Linked DNA regions of Mus musculus: region 1 is linked to region 2. Evidence: chromatin contacts called from public Hi-C data. All regions are on one chromosome and are shown on one strand. Each heading gives the region's core, a stretch centred on a gene start, on an enhancer-like site or on the middle of the called end of the contact. The rest is flanking DNA. Distances are from core to core; before and after follow the strand shown. Region 1 overlaps Arid4a (AT rich interactive domain 4A (RBP1-like)). Region 2 holds the start of L3hypdh (L-3-hydroxyproline dehydratase (trans-)).

Region 1 (7,173 bases), core at 3,362-5,861, 1.0 Mb before region 2:
GGCAACGGGTCTGTGAGAGGAAAAGGACCAAGTGCCTCAGATCATTAGTAGTTAACAGCCCTGCATAGTGCAGTGAATGGCAGATATCAGCATATTCAGGATGCTTCAAGAGCATGTCAGATTACTATTTACCATGATTTTAAAAGCGTACATTCTCATTTTTATTTAAAAAGCATAGACTCATAATTAATGCTTGTTATGGACACTTAGAAGTAAATGATTACCCCAGAGAAGATACCTGAATAAACCCACATATACTTTTTGGGAGCTATTTTCATACCCTACTAGAAAATTAAACTTGCATTATTTGCCCCCTGGCATTAAAAACCAGACAGGTAATGTGTTTCTAAAAGTGAATGAGGTGATACAGAGAAGTTAGGCTTCTCTGTCCTGGCAGAGGAACCGAAGCCCAGGTATTCACTGACCAGTGAAGCAAACTCAAGTGTTGCTTACTTAGGTGGTTCAGTTACTTGTGTGAGGCAGGAGACTGTCCATCTCCTCAGCCCCAGTAAGAATGGAGAGGCAGCCATAGGGGCCAGTGGACCATGCAGAAGTCACAGCACTCTGACATGCCTAGGTCTGGGACACTAGGATATGGACATTTGGATAATGACCAGGTTCTCCTGACTCTTAGCACTGAAGACGAAAAGGAAGAAGAAAGCAGCGAAGAGGAAGATGAAGATAAGAGGCGTCTCAATGACGAATTATTAGGAAAAGTTGTAAGTGTGGCCTCCACAGCAGAGAGCACTGGATGGTACCCTGCTTTGGTAAGTTTCATTGCAAAATTAGTCAGCTGTATTAGTTGTCGAGAATGGATTTTTTAAAATGTATGTAAAATATTTTGGAAGTATTATAAATCTAACGAAGATGTAATTGTAATTTAATATTAAGACAGGCCCACTCACATGGCCATTGTCTTTCTTTGGCTTTCCTTCTGTTATCTGTTTGTTGACCTTTCAGGTTTTCCCCTCAGATGTGTTCTTCATTCTGCCCTGTTTATCGCCTCACCGCTTCAGTTCCTGTAGGTCAAGTCCTCAATATTCTTTATGGCTGTTTTGTTTGTTTTACTGGATAGTCCAGGCTGGCCCGGAACTTACTGTGTGGCCCAGGCTGGCCTCAGATTCATAACAATCCTCCTGCTTCAGTCTCTTCAGGTGTAGGATCACGGTGTGAGCCACCACATCTGGCTTCTTAATTCTTTCTTTATTACATTCAGCTAATTATCTAGAACTAAGTTTTTAGGTAGAACCATTTAAAAATAATCGATTTATCTCACAGTAATCCCAACAACTTGGTCAGATGTGGTGCTTCAGGGCTGTAGTCTCAGCTTCTCTAGAGTCCAAAACAGGAAGTGTGCTTCAGCCCAGGAGGTGGAGACTAACTTGGTCTCAATAACAAAACAAGACACTGGGGGTGGGGCAGGGAACAAGCACACTGGTAAGAGCACTTGCCCTGCAAGCAGGAGAGCTTGGGGACTCCGGTGCCTATGTAAGGAGCCAGGCATAGCCTGGGGTTGAGTGCCCAGACAACAGAGTCAAAACCACGCTGTCCAGCCAGCCTAGCCAAAGAAGCAAGCTTCAGTTAAGCGAGAGACCTTGTCTCAGCGCAGTGCAGTGTCGGAGAGTGACAGAAGACATCTGTTCCCGTGTTTTGCATCCCTATGTGCATGAGCACATGCATCAATGTGTTCATATGCACCCACACATCTGTGTGCATGCACCACACACACATGCGATATACAAAACCTTGATCTTTCAGTTAATTAATCTAGTTTTACTGAGTCTGCTTCATCAACTAATTTCACTTTTTTTTTTTTTTTTTTTTTTTTGGTTTTTTGAGACAGGGTTTTTCTGTGTAGCCCTGGCTGTCCTGGAACTCACTCAGTAGACCAGGCTGGCCTCGAACTCGGAAATCTTTCTGCCTCTGCCTCCCAAGTGCTGGGATTACAGGCGTGCGCCACCACTGCCCCCCTTCAAATTCTTTTAATGAATATCTAAGACTCCTTCACCATAAGCTCCCTTCCACTTTCTTATTTTATTTTTTTATTTTTAAAGCATCTGAGTGCTCTATCTGCATGAATGTCTGTGTGCCAGAAGAGGGCATCGGATCCCATTACAGATGGTTGTGAGCCACCATGTGGTTGCTGTGGATTGAACTCAGGATCTCTGGATGAGCAGTCAGTGCTCTTAACCACTGAGCCATTTTTTCAGCCCCAGCTTTTTTTATTTTTAAGTTTTATTTATTATTTATATGTAGCTGTCTTCAGACACACCAGAAGAGGGCATCAGATCCCATTACAGATGGTTGTAAGCCATCTTGTGGTTGCTGGAATTTGAACTCGGGACCTCTGGAAGAGCTGCTGTCAGTGCTCTTAACCGCTGAGCCATGTATCCAGCCCAAGCCCCAGCTTTTTTATTTTGAGGCAGGGTTTTACATATTTCAGGCTGGCCTCCAATTTGCCAGTCCGCCTAGGATGACCTTGAACTTCACCTCCCAGACACCATTGGCCCAGGCATGCTAGGCAGGCACTCTTCCACCCAGCTACTTTCCTTACTACGCCTAAGCTAACTTCTTCAATTTGTGCGCCTTTACTCCACCCTGAGTTAATGAGTGTTACCTGAGGACAGGAGTGAGCTTGCTTTGCCTTGACTGTAAATTCCTCAGAAGACAGGCAAGTGTGGGCTTTTCATTGTGACTCCCAAGAACATGCGCTCTACACATAAAGCAGACTATGTTGGGAGTTATAGACTCATTCTTTAAACCCAGTGTAGCAGCGCACGCCTTTGATCCCAGTGCTCAGGAGGCAGAGGCAGATTTCTGAGTTTGAGGCCAGCCTGGACTACAGAATAAGTCCTAGGATAGCCAGGGCTACACAGAGAAACTCTGACTTGAAACCCCCTGTCTCCCCAAAAAAGTGGTAGTAATTTTTTAGTACTGGTACATAAAGTAAACTAAGGAAGTAATAGAAAGGAAGGATCTCCACCCTTAGATGTTTAACGCTGTAGAAATGGCGGTTTCATGGCACAGAAGAAGGGACAGATGGTCACAGAGGGTCTTTTATGAGAGGTCGGAGACTGCTTAGGTGTAGTTGTCTCACAAAAATCCTCTTTGACCGATGGTGAGAGAGAGGAGGGGGAGAATAGGATGCAACTGCAAATATCATTGACCCTTGAAGCAGAAGGGCCTTCCAAGGGTCACCTAAAACTCAGGGATAATTCTGCAGATAGTTCTGAAAAGGAATGGTATTTGTGCTGCATGTTTGGGAATATTCATAAGACTGTTTACAGAAATCAATATGGAGGCCATTAGAGTAGCTCCCAGGTGATGTGATGAGACTTGGACTTCTATTTATTTACATCTCAGGACTTGACTACCACACCTCTTCTAGCTGAGTAGGGCTAATTTTCCTGCCTTTGGCACTGTCCTGTGCCTGGTGTACCAATGGGTCATCCCCCTGTTGTGTTCTTTCTTGTATGTCTTAGATTTGCCCCTCTGTGTGAAGCACAGCGACTCTTACTAGTCTGACAGTTATTAGTACCTAGTACTCACAAGACCTGTATTTGTCTCTGAAGCCAAAGTGTGGCCATCCATGTCTGTGATCTTAACAATTAGGAGAGTAGTGTAAGTTCAGAGTCATCCTCCATTACCTACAAGGTTCTGGGCAGATGAGACCTGCCAAAAACCAAACAGTAATCAATAAGAGTATCTAAAAACCCAGTGCAGTGTGGTGTCGCACAACTTGAATCTTTGGAAACAGAGGCCAGCAGACCTCTGAGTTTGAGGCCAGCCAGGTTTACATAGTGAAACCTTGTCTCAAAAAATAAGTAAGTAAGTAAGTAAGTAAGTAAGTAAGTAAATAAATAAATAAATAAATAAATAAATAAAAATCTGGCTCTGTGGTATTGAACATGATAGTTATAAAGTGTATATTGTTATAATAATAAACTGAATGAATGAAACTTAGTTACAAAGAATGGAGTTGGGAGCCAGAGTGTGAGTGAGTGTCTGAGACACACTTTTGCCTACAACGTCCAGGACTCTGGGTTTGTTAAGGATTAAGAGTATCATGAGTAAGTCTGTCTCAGCAACTTTAGAAGTGTGCTACCCAGCTTGAGTTTTTAAAATACAAACCACGACTACAGTACTCAAAAATTACTCACTAAGCACACTGCTAAGGCATTTTTTACTTTCAAAGGCTAGATTAAAAGTTTTCTTTTCAATGACAAACTGAAAATTGTTCATGCCCTGTTAAAAAAGATCTTAGGTGGTTTCTAACCGCCAGATTTTAAAGCAGATGCGTACTGAGGTGTCTTAGATGAAGGTCTGGAGTGCTGCTTCAGTGACCTCAGAGCACAGTGACCTGCAGAGGACCAGAGTGTAGGGCACCCACAGGACTGACGCCTCTGGTCTCTCTGTGAGTGCATGCATGTGCACACACAATGGAAAAATAACAAAAACCAAATCAGTGGCTTGTCCCTTCAATCCCAGCACTCAGGGGACAGAGGGAGACAAACATCTGTGGGCTTGAGGCCAGCCTGGTCTACATAGTCATTTCCAAGCTAGTTAATGATACATAGTAAGATCCTGTTTCAAAAGAAAGAAACAAAAATACTCACCACCAATTAAACAAACTGCACTGTGCCAGAGGGAGGAGAGTACAGAGTTCAGTCATCCTTGGCTATGTAGTAAAGTTGACGCGAACTTGGGCTATTAGGAGTCCCTATCTGAAAAAAATGAAAAGAACAGACCATACATCCATAAATGTTACTGTTTTGGATAAAAAATCAAGTCTTGAGCCAGGAAGATAGTTGCACCTGTAGAGATGCTTATGCCAAGCACAAGCCTGTGGCCTGAGTTTGATCCCAGGGCCACATGAGGAAAGAGAAAATGGTAGCAAGTTGCCATCTGACCTTCATAGGATGCTAGGATACATGTGTACCCTTCCTCACAAATGAATAAATGTGATAAAATATCTTATTTAGGTTTGAATAAGCTCTAATTTTTAAAGTGATACTATTTTAACTTATATTTCATTATTAATTTTTATTACCTAGTGAGCATGTTAATATCTAGAAAGCCAATATGCTAAAAAATAATGAAATAAATTTTGTAATTTATTAGTAATGGGAGCTATTAGAAATTGAGCTATTTCTTGTAAAACATAATCCATATGAAACATTAGCAGATCCAGAAAAATTTTTAAATTTATTTGATTTGATTTCTTTATGTATGGGGTGTTTAGCTTCCGTGTATGTCTGTGTACCAACAGGGTGGCTGGCCCTTGTGAAGCCAAAAGAAGGGGTCAGATTCCCTGGAATAGAAGTTACAGACAATTGTGAGCCATCATGTAGTTGCCAGGGACAGAGCCTGTGTCATCTGCACCCTCTCAGCTGCTAAGCTGTCTCTCCAGTCTCCCTGCCCCCAAGTTATTTCTAACATTACATTCTTGGGCCTGGCAAGATGGTCAGTAGGTCAAGGTGCTTGCCACTGCTGCTGACAAACCTGAACCGGAGCCCTAGGAAACCCACATGGTGGCCGGAGAGAACCAAGGCTTACCAAGTTGTACTTTGACCTCTACATGAGGGTAACAGCAAACTTGAACTCTCCCTACCCCATACACAAGTAGATGAATAGACATAATTAAAAAAACTAAAGCATTCTTGTTGAGGGATGTGACTGAGTAGATGAGTCCTTTCCTAACAGATGAAAGTTAGGACGGGAGTAGGGGAGGGGGGGTGGGGAGGGGGGGTAGTAAATAACAAAATAAACGTTCATTTTCTGAGCAAGGGGAGTCAGTCGATTCTGATTTTGTATTCCAGGTTGTCTCTCCCAGCTGCAATGATGACGTCACAGTGAAAAAAGATCAGTGTTTAGTTCGATCATTTATTGATTCTAAATTGTGAGTAATGAAACACCATCCAGTAATGATTCATAGGGCTGGGACACAGTGATTGGCCACCTACCATAAAGGGACTCATTCAAGTTGAAACTGAGAGGTTGTTATTACTGTGCTTATGTAGGGTACCTTTAGCTGATAAATTTTATGTAAAAATAACAATAAGTGGCAGCAGTATTAAAGACCTGTATTTGTAATTAAAAATATATATAGTTTATTGAAAAATTTCATATTTTTATCATGTGCTATTTCATATTATGAATTATGAAGCTTCTTAATAAACTATTGGTAAAATAAGTATTTTCACTTTTAATTTTAAAGAAGACTTTGAGAAACTTTCCTTTAATTTTGTATTTTTATTAAAACAGTAAAATTCATATTTTTAAGTTGTTCTCTATGAAAGATATACCATAGTATATATAATCATAAAAATATTTTAGCAAATTAACAAAAATTAGGAAATATTAAACAAAATGGGTGTTATCTATAAGTATTGAAATGACTTTGTTGATTGAAACTATTGTCTATAGGAAGGTTGTATATTTGGAAACATTGTAAATTCCAGGCTCTCAAATAAGAGTACTTGAGTACATGAAACTTAAAAGATACAACTTTGCCTCCAAGGTTTTTTTTTTTTGTTTTTGTTTTTTGTTTTTTGTTTTTTTAAGATTTATTTATTTATTATATGTAAGTACACTGTAGTTGTCTTCAGATACACCAGAAGAGGGCATCAGATCTCATTACGGGTGGTTGTGAGCCACCATGTGGTTGCTGGGATTTGAACTTCGGACCTTCGGAAGAGCAGTCGGGTGCCCTTACCCACTGAGCCATCTCACCAGCCCCGCCTCCAAGGTTTTACTAAGGATCAGGGCATTATGGCCTTTGGCTTTTATAAAACACTATTTGAGGAAATAATTTTCATTTCTTGAGGTCTTATGTATGTGTGGATATGGATTGCTTAAATGATGTTTTTCATTTAATAAGTAGTTCTGTGTTTTGTTCTTTTTTCATAGTTATTCTATAGCAAGAAAGGACATTAAGGAACTGGACATTCTCACTCTACCAGAATCTGAGCTCTGTGCTAGGCCAGGTACGTGAAAGCAGAGTCAGTTTATTTCATGATGTGACCGTGTTTAGAAAATAACAAGTACTGACTATTACCATATTCACCGTTTGGAATCCTGTATCTGCCCTGTCATCCGTGGGCTGCGTGTGGCCCAATACAGTGTCAGTAACCTTACAGAGTGAGCGTTTCTGCTGCTCCTTGCCTTGTGCCT
Region 2 (7,232 bases), core at 979-3,478:
TTAAAGTAGCTCCCAGTTCACTTCCAGGCAAACATTAAACATTTCCATGGACAGAACTCAAGCCGGCAAGTGTGTCTGACCTGCCAGTGTGGCAAGTTCCATGCTGGAGAGCTATGAAACTCAGAGACTATAAAAAAATGAATGATTAAAAGATGTACTTTTTTTTTTTTTTTTTTTTTCCGAGACAGGGTTTCTCTTTATAGCCCTGGCTGTCCTAAAACTCAATTTGTAGACCAGGCTGTCCTCGAACTCAGAAATCCGCCTGCCTCTGCCTCCCGAGTAAAGGGATTAAAGGCGTGCAACACCCACCCCCCCCCACCCCCCCACCCCCCCGTCGTAAGTGTACATTTTTTATGGAGGGCACATTCATAGCTATCCTGGGCAAATGGACCCTGCAAGTTGCATGCTGGGTACTCTTGCTACAGGGACACCTGGGATGAGAGATAAAACAGCTGCCAGTTGATTCCTAAGAGGGATGCTCCTCTTTGTAAATGTCCCGATTATGCAGATTATCTGCTTAGTCTATACCATAGAACCCAGAAACCCCGTCCATGTTTCTGTATCTCCAGGAAACAATCCTACATATCTTGAAGTCTCTGTTTCTTGACGAATATTTTTTTTTCAGATATTTAAAAAATTCTGGGCTGGTGAGATGGCTCAGTGGGTAAGAGCACCCGACTGCTCTTCCAAAGGTCCGGAATTCAAATCCCAGCAACCACATGGTGGCTCACAACCATCTCTAACAAGATCTGACGCCCTCTTCTGGAGTGTCTGAAGACAGCTACAGTGTACTTACATATAATAAATAAATAAATCTTTAAAAAAAAAATCTACCAGTACTCAAGAAGTGGGCCAGCCTAGTCAACGTAGAAATTCCAGGGTTCCATTCCAGCCAGGGCTACACAGTGACCCCCTGTCTCAAAACAATAAAACAATGAACACTCATTAATTTAAGAAAAAAAAATTTTAACAATGTTTCATACCCTCATTACTAACCACAAAAACCTCTGAGATAAAATGAAGGTACAGACTCAGTCAAGGAGTCTGTGAACTTTGCCTAAGGTTGGATGGCTTTTGAGGGGTTGTGAACTTGTGTGTCCAGCCAAGGACTTTGTTTCTCAACAAGGACAGCAATAGCTTTGCTTACAAATTTAGTGCCTTTCAGAGTCATTTAGTTCTTACCAAGCATATTCTAAGCTATGCTCGAACTCTGGTACACACACTGTCCTTTGGTCCTTAACTTCAGTCTACTGTGAAGCGGCTATGAATCCTGACAAGCAAGGAATGAGGATCTTAAAAAAAGGAAGCGCACAATTCATCCGCATTCCACTCTAAGCTCCCCCCAGGCCTTGTGAGCATGGATCCGCTCAGCAGGACAGCAGAATTGCATCCACCAAACCTGTAAGGCAAAGACACTGAAGCGTGTTTGCAGTAATTTGGAATTACCTTTTTATTAATCGCAAGGGCAGGCAGGGTGGGTTAGTTGCGCAGATATATTCAGCCACAGAGCAGTGGTTAGATTCGCGGATTGTCTCAACCGGGTCTAGTGAGTCTCACCCTTTACCTGAGGCCAGGACAAAGGCTGGGACGCTGTGGAAGCGCACAGGGCCGCAACTGCGGCCACCTTCACACTCTACGAAGGCGGTCACCAGACCACACGGGCAGTGGATGTTGACCTGAGCCTCCCGGGCGCCTTTTGGGGGAGCGGGCACCAGTCCAAAGTCGAGCGCGAAGCGGCCCAGCGCTAGCACCGCGTGACCGCACATGGAGCTGTAGCCTTCGTTGTGCAAGAACAGGACGCCTAGGTGTGCGTCTGGCAGCTCACTGGGCACCAGGATGGCCCCGTACATGTCCCGGTGGCCGCGGGGCTCGAACACGAGCCGCCGCCGGATGTAGTCGAGGTGTTGACGCATGTAGCGACGCTTGGCCAGCAACGTGGGCCCTGCCACCTCCGGACACCCGGCGTGCACGATGCGCAGAGGCTCGCCGCCTGTGTGCATGTCCACCACCGACAGTGCTGGCGTCCTCGGGTCGTTTGGGGGCAGCCGGGTCACTGCCAGCGCCGCCTCCATTGTCTGCGTCCAGGGACTGCCGCACAGCGCGGTGGTGCTCTCTCCAAGCAGGGAGAAAGCGCCAAACCCAACGGGAGAACGCGCAGAACCGGTGGCAATCTCAGGGCCAAGCCGGCGAGCAGAGATCACCCAGCGACCAGCGTCCGGAATCTTAGACTGGGCGCGCCCGAGCTAGCAGGATTCAGAGTTAGACTCCCAACAGGGGCGAGCCTGGGCGACAGGACAGGGAGCGTGGGCAGGGATTAGAAAACTAGACCCCCCAAATGGGGGCGTGGCTCCAGAGGTTTGAACACACGGAGGGGGCGGGGCTTCGGAACTTGCTCCAGCAGCGGGGCGGGGCTCGGAGGCTGGACTGCTCGGCGGGGGCGGGGCCTCGGAGACTAGACACGCGGCAGGGGCAGGGCCTAGAAAAGGAGCCAATAAAATAGGGGCGGGGCTCCAGAGACTACTCTGCGGAGGCGGTGCCTAGAAAACTAGCCCGCACGATGGGGGCGGTCCTCGGAGACCTCAATGCAGGGTAGGAGCGAGGCCTCGGCGACTTGAATGCACGGGGTGGGCGGAGCTACGAGCTTCGTCTAGGAAACGGGGGCGGGACCTCAGGGCCCCTTCAAAGAGACACTGGAGGCGGTGGAGACCAGTTCAAGTTGGAGGCAGGGCGGGGACGAGACCTGAGTCTGGACCCGGAAAAGGTGGAGCCTCTGAGCTCAAACCCGGAAGCGAGAGAGAGAGAGAGAGAGAGAGAGAGAGAGAGAGAGAGAGAGAGAGAGGCTTCCAAGCCTAGATTAGGAAACTAGGTTTCTGGGAATCCTAGGCCTGGAAGTCCGCCGCGTGCACCCCCGACACCCCTAGCGGGGGAAGCGGTGGTGGGGCGGGACTCGGAGCCGAATGTAGCAGGGGCGGGGTTCCAGCGTGCTTGCCAGGCTAGCGGGAGGCGGAGCGGCTGAGAGCGCTGTGGCCCGGATGTTCGGGCGCTGCGTTCGGACCCGCTGATCCCCGGCTTCTCAGGGGAACCTAGTGTGGCCAATGGGTAAGTGGTCGATTAGGCTGCGGGCGTGTCTCTGTCCTTTTTTCCTATTGCTTTTCCTCGCATTGTCTTGGGCTCGCCATCGGGCCGACAGCTCTGCTGCAGCGAGCAGCCTGGCCCTTGGCTGCGCTGAGCCCAGGCACTGACTTCTCCCGGGGTTGGGATGGTCTGCTCCAGAATGGCTGGAGAAGAGCGCTTGTGCAGAATTAAAGGCTGAGTCTTTGTTGTGCTCTTCCTGTGTCCCTTCCTTCAGTCCCTTTGTTCTTGTCCAGGAAAGCATTCCTGGTGGTTGACTTCAGAATTAGAAGCAGAGTTAGAACAGGACAAGGAAGCAGAACCTAATTGCCACGAGACTTGCTTTTTCAACCTCAAATGTAATAGTTGTTTTTCAAGACAGGGTTTGTCCTTGTAGCCTTAGTCGACCTGGAACTTGCTCTGTAGACCAGGCTAACCTCGAACGCAGAGTTCCACCTGCCTCCGCCTCCATAGTGCTGGGTTGAAAGGCGTGCACTATTACACTGGACATCAAATGTAAATACATTAAGCCCTTCACAAAGGGTCTTAGACTGCTGCAGAAAAAAACAAGGACAACATTTTAGCTATAGCTCACCAATGGCTATGAAAGGTTGTACAGATTCTTCTCGTTAGGTAAATGAGCTTTGGTTTGTTGGCCTTGGTTTTGAGATCTTTTAGACGCAAAGCCCATGGAGAAGGGACTTCCTTCTCATTACAGTTCAGTTGTGTTTAAAAAAGGTGTTAAGGATTGGCTGGAGAGATGGCTCAGTGATTAAGAGCACTTGCTGCTTTTCGTGGGGTTTGATCCCCAGAACCTCCACAGCGGCTCAGGACCCTTAGTAACTGCAGTTCAGTGGCTCCTATATCCCTTTCTGACTTTCTCCTCTTTTGGCCTCTGCGGGAACTTGGCTGGTACATGGTGCACAGACATAAATGCAGGCAAAACACAAATACACATGAAAACACAATACTATAATAATAAAAGTTTGTTTTTAAGATTATAAAATAAAGAAGAATTTTTTTAAAAAAAAGATGTCAGATACTTGGTAAAGTGAAAATATCAAACATGAGACATTTCAGACTTTTTTCTGTTTTCCCTCGGCAACATAAGTCCCCCCAAAAAACAACAACAACAACAACAAAAAAAACAAAAACAAAAAACAAAACTGTTCTCCAGGAATTTGAAAGGAGAAAGGGCCTTGTAACCAGAGTCTCCACATGAAAAGTTTGAGGAAATTATTGTTCAGCAATAATAACACGTGTAAATTCACACGTAGGCCAGCATTGTTTTGGATTCATTTCATAGCAAATGGCAGATTCTTACAGAAGCCAGCCTCACTGCCATCGTCCTCTGAGTACCTTTGTGGCTTTGAGCAGCACTTTCCATAATTGGTGTAGAGGATCAGGTGTCACTGATACAGAGGAGTAATTTCTCTTCGATGAAGTCTTAGATAATTTGGAGATCCTCGGGTTTTTGTCTTAAAAGAGCTGTTTTTAATTCCCCTCATCCCTTTAAGAAATTGATTGCAAGAAATTGATTGTTCTCAAGTAATTGCTCAGAAGCTCAGTGCCAGCACTGATGGGATCTACCCTTGTCAAAAATCATAAAAACTGGGCTAATGCTTTGATATGGAGGTGAATTGATTTGTTTTAAAGACCTACCTTCTGCTCTGAAGTTCTCTTTTCAGAATGTGGACAATTCAGCATTTCTGTTATGAATAAAAAATGAGTCTGTGTGCCCAGTGTCTCTATTTGGCCAAATGAAGAATAGTGACTGTAGCTGGTCTTTGTAGTTTTACCACTCCTTATCAATAGATAGGAGAGAAAGATGCACAGGTGGGGGGGGGGGGGTGTTTAGATAATAAAGATCTCTGAATCTAATTTTTTTCTTGCTTCTTCTTTGCTTGTAGCTGGCCTTTGCTGCTTTGCAGATTCTTTTTCCCCCGACATACACTCTCTGGTCCTCCTTTCTCCCAGTTTCATCCCCTGTCACCAGATAGGAGAGAAGGAAGGATGGGGGAGGGGAATAGAGCTCCTTGAATTTCTTCTTGTTTCTTCTTTGAACATAGCCACTGACTGCACCCAAACCTCCTCAACGACCAACCACCCCTACCCTGCCTCTCAGAGCCCTACCATTACTCTCTGAAGAGTTTCCAGAATTCTAAACGTCACACAACTGCAGGAACCTTCTGCTAGAGCCCGAGGCGAATCACAGTCAGCTGCTGTGAAGCAGCCTCATATCCCATCCCCATGCCTGAGACTAAAATGAAAGCATAGTATTTTGAATTCTCACTACAAGTGGCTTTCTATCCGAGATTTTTCTTTTCTTTTCTTTCTTTTTTTTTTAAGTTTTATTTATTTATTTTATGTATGTGAGTACACTGTCTCTGTCTTCAGACACACCAGAAGAGGGCATCAGATCTCATTAAGGATGGTTGTGACCCACCATGTGGTTGCTGGGATTTGAACTCAGGACCTTCGGAAGAGCAGTCTGTGCTCTTAACCGCTGAGCCATCTTTCCAGCCCCCGTGATTTCTTTTAATTAAAATTTTAAGTTGTGTGCTTGTGTATGGTGTATGATAGGCATGGGGCTGGGGGTGTGCCTGCTACAGCCCACACATGGAGGTCAGGAGACAGCTCTCTGGAGTCCTCTTTACCATGGGCTCTAGAAGTCAAGACTCCTGAGTTAGTCAGGCGTGCTCATCAAGCGCTTTTACCAGAGCTACCTCTCTGGCCCCTATCAGGGATTTCAATAATAATAATAATAATAATAATAATAATAATAATAATAATAATAATAGTTCTTATGACCTTATAACCAATGAAACTCTAAACTCCAATCATAGGGACTGGCTTCCTAGAGCCATTGGGAAGATTCAGGGTTAGGTGTCTGGGGCTAGAACCTGCTGTGCTGGTTAGAATAGGAGACTCCAGAAGAGCAGCAAGATGCAAGTATAACTTTCTGTGCTGTCACAGTGTGACAGTGTGTCGAGACTTGTCTGTTATGTAATTTTAAAGTGAGGTTGAGATAGTTGTTGTCAGTTACTTCAGCTATTCTCAGGCTACTCTTGTTTATAATCACAAAAGATGTTACTATACTGGCATTTGTTTTTAAAAAGCTGTCGATATTCAACCAGCATGCCTTGGACTCTACTGTGGGAAGACCCTATTATTTAAAAATGGCTCAAGTGAAATCTATGGAGAATGTGGGGTAAGTCCTATGTTGATATTATTTCATTGTAAGATTTGTTTGTTCTGGAAACGTTGTACATGTAGATTTTTTTTTTGTTAAATATATTCATGAATGTATAAGAATATGGTATTAATAAAAACCTTGTTTATATTGGCATGGTGATAACTATATTAAACCTTTCTTGACAGTCACAGATATTAAAAGATACTTTATAATGTCTAAGTACTGTCTAATAATTTAGCAAAGTGTTTTGCATAGTGAATTAACATGCCAACTCCAGAATACTTCTGCAGTAGTCTTTGTATGATGTTACTAACAAGGTTTTTCACTGAATATTAGCTAGCTATTTTAGCAACTAAATGAAAAGACTCTTCATTAGCATTTTATAGATAGCACAGGTCATGTGGATTTCTTGAAGTGGCTTCTCTTTGAGATTTCTTCTTATTCTGCTTATAGGCTTGGTTTTCTTTGTTAATTTTCAAAAGCTACACATACATACTAAGATGTTTAAAATACAGTGGAATCCCTTATAGAATGATCCTAAAACAGTATTTATACCTGTTGTAGGTATGCCCAAGAGGACAGAGGACCAATGCACAGAAGTACTGTCAGCCTTGCACAGAGTCCCCAGAACTTTACGACTGGCTCTATCTGGGCTTTATGGCTATGCTTCCTCTTGTTCTGCATTGGTTCTTCATTGAATGGTACTCGGGGAAAAAGAGGTGAGCATGTGTGATCGTATCTGCGTAGACTAGTGCTGGGGGAAGGACTACTTATTGTCATGTCAAGTCACAGTCTTCTGCTGACTGCCACCCTCAGCCTGTTTCGAAGGGGACAACTTTCTCTTTTTCTTTTTCTTTCTGTTTCTTCCCTGTAATAAGAAAACAGTAGTAGGGCAGATCTTAGTGCGTGTTAGTGATGTTCTCCT

The links. A called contact is a pair of places that touch in the nucleus more often than the background predicts.
Region 1: a Hi-C map of liver shows a contact between it and region 2, with 3 times the contacts expected there. The contact joins the enhancer-like site here to the promoter of L3hypdh in region 2. A contact is called at or near these places in 5 of 39 promoter capture datasets (the 3T3-L1 cell line, embryonic stem cells, hippocampal neurons and 2 more), 1 of 484 Hi-C or Micro-C datasets (liver), 1 of 115 datasets of contacts at active chromatin or transcription factors (astrocytes) and 1 of 9 other capture datasets (pancreatic islet).

What each region holds. Positions count from the first base shown.
Region 1 is chr12:71,039,205-71,046,377 of GRCm38.p6, forward strand. Arid4a (AT rich interactive domain 4A (RBP1-like)) reads left to right here. Exons shown (of 24, transcript NM_001081195.1): 8 at 635-767; 9 at 5,820-5,899; 10 at 6,910-6,986. Among named protein-coding and RNA genes, the nearest start is that of Arid4a, 27 kb to the left of the region's middle. Within about 2 kb of position 4,612, at least 9 of the 459 cell types and tissues checked have an H3K27ac peak or open chromatin away from gene starts, as enhancers often do. A contact at or near this core is called in liver, where this site is marked.
Region 2 is chr12:72,083,085-72,090,316 of GRCm38.p6, forward strand. It overlaps L3hypdh (L-3-hydroxyproline dehydratase (trans-)), which reads right to left and starts at 2,229. Exons shown (of 5, transcript NM_026038.2): 1 at 1,565-2,229. The coding sequence starts at 2,072. It overlaps Jkamp (JNK1/MAPK8-associated membrane protein), which reads left to right and starts at 2,755. Exons shown (of 7, transcript NM_024205.2): 1 at 2,755-3,099; 2 at 6,231-6,322; 3 at 6,872-7,026. The coding sequence starts at 3,096.